2 separate regions of the Mus musculus genome follow, and region 1 is linked to region 2. A link is a contact called in public Hi-C data. All regions are on one chromosome and are shown on one strand. Each heading gives the region's core, a stretch centred on a gene start, on an enhancer-like site or on the middle of the called end of the contact. The rest is flanking DNA. Distances are from core to core; before and after follow the strand shown. Region 1 overlaps Pknox1 (Pbx/knotted 1 homeobox). Region 2 overlaps Pde9a (phosphodiesterase 9A).

Region 1 (3,386 bases), core at 357-2,856, 160 kb after region 2:
GAACTCATTTTGTAGACCAGGCTGGCCTTGAATTTAGAAATCCTCCTGCCTCTGCCTCCCAAGTGCTGGGATTAAAGGCGTGCGCTGCCGCCGCCGCCGCCGCCGCCACCACCACCCAGCCTCCTGGTCTTAGAAAAGTAAAAACAGAACAAAAACTGCTCCAGCATATTCAGTCCTTTTCTACATTGACCCAAAGTAGGCCCTTCAGTCTGTCAGCCACTTGTTTGCTTCAGAGAGCTCTCTGTAGACACTTCTGCAGGGCCTGTCAGGCATGCTTTGTGACCAAGAGTTTATAGGAAGTGACCATTCTGTTCTTGGAAGAGTTAAGAGCGATTGCAGAGCTGAACTCTGTGTGTGGGTTGTGAGAGTCATTCAGCCAGCTTAGGATGCCTGTCCCTTCCGCTGTCAACTGAACGTTCCCTCTGTCCCTACAGTTTTTGGGAAGTACATAGTATGTGTGAGTGTATGCATGGGTTCAGATCGGAGACCTGTCTCTGGGTCACTCTGATCTCCCGGATCCCAGTACCCCAGGATGAAGTGATAAAAGACAGATGTTGTCCCAGGAGACGAGCTACGGGATTATGAGGCTAGGAGTGTGTGTAGGTACTGAATACTGGCCCAGTGTACCCGCCGAGGGGAGTGCGACACAGTAATGTGTCACTGAGTACAACCATAAGCACACATGCTGTGCTCTGGGACTGCAGTGAGCAAGTCATGGTGGCACACACCTTTGGGAGGTTCCCCAATACCCTGTTCTGGAGAGACTACATCTCTGGGTTGTTACACTGTCTCGGCTTCCCTTGTGTGTCCATTGGCCATCGTCTTTTAGCCAGGTCTTTGCCCAGAAGCCTCCTCAGTGAGACTTGAAGATGTTTATATGGAAAACTGTCTCTCAGCAATGGCACCTTCGCCATGTGCCACATGGAAAGTGTCCAGCAAGAGCTGTCGGGAAGTAGGACAGGACCAGCCATTTGTGTGACATAGTCACTCCTAGACTGCTGATTTTAATGAAGAACTGTCAATATAGTGTTGGATTCGAGGTCTGGCTACCCTGGAAGATACAGCGCCATTCACAGCAGAGTCCCTCTCCATCCAGCATGGCCAAAAGGGGGTTATCTACTCAAGAGAGTGCCAAGGCTCTTTGACTGTTTTTGGAAAGCAGGTTGTTTAAAATATTTTTATAAGAGGTTGGGTATGGTGGCACACACCTTTAATCCCAGCACCCAGGAGTCAGAGGCTGGCAGATCTCTGTGAGTTCCAGTGGTGTGAATGATGCAGCTCATAGCTAGCCATTCACACAGAATGGAAGAGAGGGTGGGCAGAGCATCTAGGGAGGGGTAGGACCTGTGCAGGGAGAGAATGGAGACAAGGGGATGAGTTTGAGGGTGTGTACTCTTGGAGACAGGGAAGGAAGATGGGGGTGGGCTGATGTCTGGGGATGGGCTTGGGTAGAGGCGATAGTCACATGACCAGATTTGCATTTTAGAAAGCCTGGAGAATGGTTTGGAGCAAGGCCAGATTTAGGCTCTGGCAGGCAGGTGGCAGCTTCAGAGATGGAAATCAGAGGGAACTGTGCTATGCTGGATCTGAGGGTGGAAGTTCAGGCGGAGGCAAAACTGAAGAGAAGCCAGACTGTAGCCACAGCCAAGGGCAGTAAGAGAAGCTCTGGAGCAAGCTGTAGGCGTGTGGGTCTCTGTTTGAAGAACGGGGTCCTGGGTGAGGTGGAACACACAGATTTTAACAGACGTAACAGCGTTTTAGAGATTTAAGTTGGAGACCAAGCATAAAACGGCACATGACTTTAATCACTTTAAGTCCTTGGGAGGCAAAGACAGGTGAATCTCTGTGAGTTTGAAGCCAGCCTGGTTTACATAGAGAGACCTTGTCACCAAAGGAAAAGACAAGACAAGCGTATTTACCCTGGGTGCTTCAGTGCACTCACCCGTCTTGTGAGTGGCTGTCTGTAACGCTGCTTCTTTAAAGTGTTTCTTCCCCCTCCTAGTACAGACAGCTCCTCGGAACATGGTGCTATGGTAGGGGCCATGGGTCTTTTTCTGCTCCCCACCCCCCTTTCCTTCTGCTCACCAGCTGCTGACTCAGTCCTCCCCTTTCTGATTCTGAGGGACTTCTTAACATGGTTGGCACTCCCCCACCTTGGGCCCCTCTCTTTTATTGTAAGCAGTTCTATTCTGCTTCTCTTGTCAGACTGTGCCCTCTTATCCTCTGACCTCCAGGCCATCCCCTCCCTCGCATACTGTCTTCTGCCTTCCTTTTGGTCTCTTCAGTCTCTTGGCTTCATATTGTGTGTATATGTGCATTGCCTTACTAGGCCCGCTGTGCCAAATGACCACAAACTGGGTCTACTACGCAGTACAATGCTCACCTAGCCTGAGTGAGGCTCTGGACTTAATCCCTACTACCCACCCCACCTCTAAAGTGGATTCTCTCATGGTTCTAGAAATCTGTGGTCAAGGTGCAGACAGGGCTACACTCCCTCTGCCGGCTCTGGGGGCCTGTCCTTTTCCTCTTCCAGCTTCTGGTGACCCAAACAGTGCTCAGGCTTCCTGGGCTTAAAGTTGTATTTATTACTCCAGTGTGTACCGCTATCTTGCCATCGTGTGTCTCAAATCTCCTCTCATCTAGACAACCAGTTACTCCATCCTAAGTCCAGAGGTGTTTCATCTCAAGACCCTTAGTGTCCTTCCATCTGTAAGACCCTGTTTCTAAATCTGGTCCATGCTTAGGTGCTGGGTGTTAGAGTGGGACGTGTCTTGTGGAGGACTCAGCTCATCTCCATGTGTACCCTCTGTGCCCTGATGGTGACCAAGTGATTCCAGTCCCGGCTCCTCTGCTCAGTTTCCGGAAAGGTATCTTGAGACTCGTCTGCAGCCTGAGATGTCCTGCCTTGTTTCCCTTCCAAGCCATGGAGCTGTTCTTAGATGTTTGCTCGTCTCGGGACCCGTGCACGGCTCTGTTCTTCCAGGTGCTCAGGTGGGAAGCTTGGACCCACCCCTGCTCCCTTAGTACACCTGCAGGTTCCTGGCTCTCCTTCTCTGACTCTTGTGCCTACAGCGCCCCATCTTGGTTCCTGTACCCCTCAGCCATTCAGTCTGGTCTGTCTGTGTGGTCAGAGCATGAGTCACCCGCTGCTCACTCCTGCTGTTGGTGTCTACCCATGGACTTGCTGTCCTCGCTGTAGCCACAAGCTCACCTGATCAGACACATCCCTACCGTCTTCTCCACCCTTTTCAGCCATTTTGCCTCCTGGCTTCTTTCTGCACAGGGTGGTAGGTGACCTGCTACCACTTCACTAGTCAGACCTCTCCTCTAAGGTGCCTACTGCTCCATCACCATCCTCTGTCCCAACCTGGATCCCGTACCTCATC
Region 2 (3,107 bases), core at 480-2,979:
CCCACCACAGCTTAAGAACAAAGAAGAGGAAGTGGAATTCTTCTTCTAAAACTGGCCACCAGCAGTGGGGCCTCTACCTGCCCTTCCCAGGGGGTTCTCCTCCTGCCAAGTGTCAAAGGATGCCCCCACCAGACCTAGGGGTTGTGCCTTGCAAAAATCATCAGGCTCTGCCGTTTGATACTTAAACACCCAGGAGACACCCAGAGAAGAGCATCCTCAAGAGCTAGCGTGACTCCAGAAGAGAGGGCAGGCCAGTCTTGGCCACCGGATTGTACAGAGTTCTACTGCTCCTGCTGGGTTTAGCCAGGGAAGACTGACTTCTGTCTGCAGATGTGACAACCTCTGTGAATGTGGAAGTCTGTGTTTGCCTTGCTGCTCAGGAGGCTGGAAAGGAGACAGCCTGAGCCTGAGATTTCAAGATAAGGCTGGGTACACAGACCTTCCAAAACTTAAGAAAGGGAGGCAGCAGAAGGGAGTGTGTGTGTATGTGTGTGTGTGTGGGTGGGGGGGTCTTTTTCCCTAGCACTGGGAGACAGTCCCTGCTTCTAGATTGCTTCTCCTTTTATGAGGGAAATAAAGTCACAAGCTGTGACAGAAGCCATCGGACAGGCTTTTTTATGTCAATGGTGTCCGTAGTCCATCATTTTTATTTTAAGTAGCTCAAATTAAGGCGTTTCTCAATGGCAATATATACCATTGTGGTTGACAGCCCACTGCAGCATGCCTGCCTGCGAGAGACAAAGATGTCTGAATACTAGCCACAGTCCTGAGCCCTCAGACCCATATAGGACCAAAGTGTGATCCTATGAAAGACGCAAGCTTACCCTGGTCTGAGCTGCCCTCAGGCAAAGCAGAGGCTGCCACGCTGCACAGTAGCCACAGGGAAACAGACCCCTGTTTCACTTCTTGCCCAAAGCAAGATGCAAAGCAAAATGTGTGGAGATAATGGGACCTGTAGTGTCCCTGTGGTCCCTGGAAGAGCTGGGTGCCCGTGGTTTTCTCAAGACACAGCGGCTGTTGACTACTGAGTCACACTCAACCTGGGGACAGGCATCTTCAGTTTCTGAACCCTGCAGAGAGCTTGCAGGTTCTGTATGCCCACCATTCCCCCAGCCTTCCCCTAGAGTCTAGGTCAGGCCTGTGCAGCCACACTCTGCCAGTTTGGTATCCATCTGGTTGAGGCAGGTCCTGTGTAGTCCTTTACATCAGCATATGCCATCAGCACCACTGGGTAAGGCTAGGATGCTCTGCATCTAGGCTACAGTGCAGGGGAGGTCCAGGGCCTTGTTTACAGCAGCTTCCTTGGCACCACTGCTGTTTCCAAAAGACAGAGGGCAGGGTACAAGTGGCAAGTGGCCAGTGATATACAGTGCTCAGAATTCCTGCTGGGGACAGGCACACCGCCTCCCCCTTCCTTGTGGAGATAGAGGCAGCCTTTGCTGGAGATCTAGGAAAGACCAGGTCAAAGGAGCCGTGTGTCCTTGAGGATGAAACTGCACCCTGCGCATGCTCCCACACGCTGTGTGCCTAGTGTCTCAGTGACTAAAACAGAGGCATCCGAGGCCAGAAGGTACCCCTGAGAGGGCTTCAGGGATGTCTATAGTGCCACCACGGAACTCCAGGCCCTGCCACACAGAGCATTCCATTCCGCCAGGTCCGCTTGGACTAGAGAAAGCAGCTCTGTCAGCCTGGCGTGCATGCTTATCTTAGAAGACAGAGGATGAGGTCCACCCCTCGGGGAATTTGCATTCAGCTTCCCTGTTTGCTCAGACATCATTTGCATGCTGCTACACCCAAGGTTCAGCCCGCGGTGGAACAGGTTGTCATTGTGTATCTATCCTGTTTATCCTTAAATGTTTCCATCACCCATGGAAGCCCGCACCTGAGTCTTCCTTTCCTACCCCTCCCCTCCCCTCCCAGGCTTTGGCAGCCTCTAGCCTGCATAGTCTATTAGGTCTGCCTAGTCCCCATGTTTCAGATATGCCACTGTGGCATTTGGGGTTACATCTTGGGGGCCACACAATCTGTGTGGTACAAAGTTGCTATACCATTCAATCTAGGGGTAACTGATGGTGCCTCATATGGGTGGGCCACATTTTGACCCCCATTTATCAGGGGACACACCTGAGGCTTGTAGCTATTGTTTGCAATACCGCTCTGAATTTTCCTGTGTATTTTTGGGTGGATGTTACATTCATCAACATTGTTACTGTTTCAAGATACACGGGGAGTTGAATAAGCCCATCATTCTTTATAGACACCTAACAGACATGAGGGGAAGGGACTGAAGGTTCCCAGCAAAGCATAGGACTCCAGCCTCGCCTGGCCTTAACGTCTCCATGTCTCAGTGGGCAGTTCTGAAACCCACCAACCACATCCTTCTCCATCCTTGTGTCCCCTCTGCCTGAGGACTTCCTCTGATCAGGGAAGACCCGGAGTACTGGATGGCCAGTGCTCCAGACATCTTTTCCGAGAGGACAGTCTCCTGATATCACCAATGCAGGAGCCCAAAGGGACCCCAGAGTACCAATCTCCATACTTCCACAATGGTCACTTCCTCATGCACGTGTCTCTGTTTCCCCTCCTTTGGAAGACTTTCTGCATAACCTCCCTAAATGATCTGCAGATCCCTTTTGTGGGAGCCCAGTCTTAGAGCTTTGAACTTGAAAATAGGAATCCAAGAATAAAGGGCCCATCTGAAGCTGCATTCATCCGCCAGCTGCGTGAAGTGGCCTTAGGAAAACTATCTCGCCCCATGTTCTTCCATTTCCTGTGCAGAATAGGAATTAAAATAGACACCTCCGCAGGGCTCTTTAGAGGGTAAGTGATGTAATTTATGCAGAATGCCTATTGAGGGCTGGCCACTTAGCAATGCTCAGCAAACGGTAGCTATCATTTAAAGTAACCTCCCAGGCAAACCACTGGGCAAAAGCTTGTCTCAACAAAACTGCAGGATTTCAGTGGAGCAGGGACGAGATCCCTCAGGGCCAAACCTGGAGTGTGGACTCTGGTTTTGCTCGGAAGCCAAGTTCCTGCTCTGAATTTGGACGCAGATGTGTTACTTGTGAGCAACAATAATGTTTCTTAATAATATTTTCTATATTTAG

Evidence for each region. Hi-C and Micro-C count contacts between places; a contact is called where the count stands out from the background.
Region 1: a Hi-C map of embryonic stem cells shows a contact between it and region 2, with 2.7 times the contacts expected there. The contact joins two enhancer-like sites. A contact is called at or near these places in 1 of 484 Hi-C or Micro-C datasets (embryonic stem cells) and 2 of 9 other capture datasets (adipose tissue and liver).

The regions. Positions count from the first base shown.
Region 1 is chr17:31,579,060-31,582,445 of GRCm38.p6, forward strand. The region is part of intron 1 of Pknox1 (Pbx/knotted 1 homeobox); the gene reads left to right. Among named protein-coding and RNA genes, the nearest start is that of Pknox1, 16 kb to the left of the region's middle. Within about 2 kb of position 1,607, at least 28 of the 459 cell types and tissues checked have an H3K27ac peak or open chromatin away from gene starts, as enhancers often do. A contact at or near this core is called in embryonic stem cells, where this site is marked.
Region 2 is chr17:31,423,217-31,426,323 of GRCm38.p6, forward strand. All of the region lies in intron 4 of Pde9a (phosphodiesterase 9A), which reads left to right. Among named protein-coding and RNA genes, the nearest start is that of Gm9902, 10 kb to the right of the region's middle. Within about 2 kb of position 1,730, at least 48 of the 459 cell types and tissues checked have an H3K27ac peak or open chromatin away from gene starts, as enhancers often do. A contact at or near this core is called in embryonic stem cells, where this site is marked.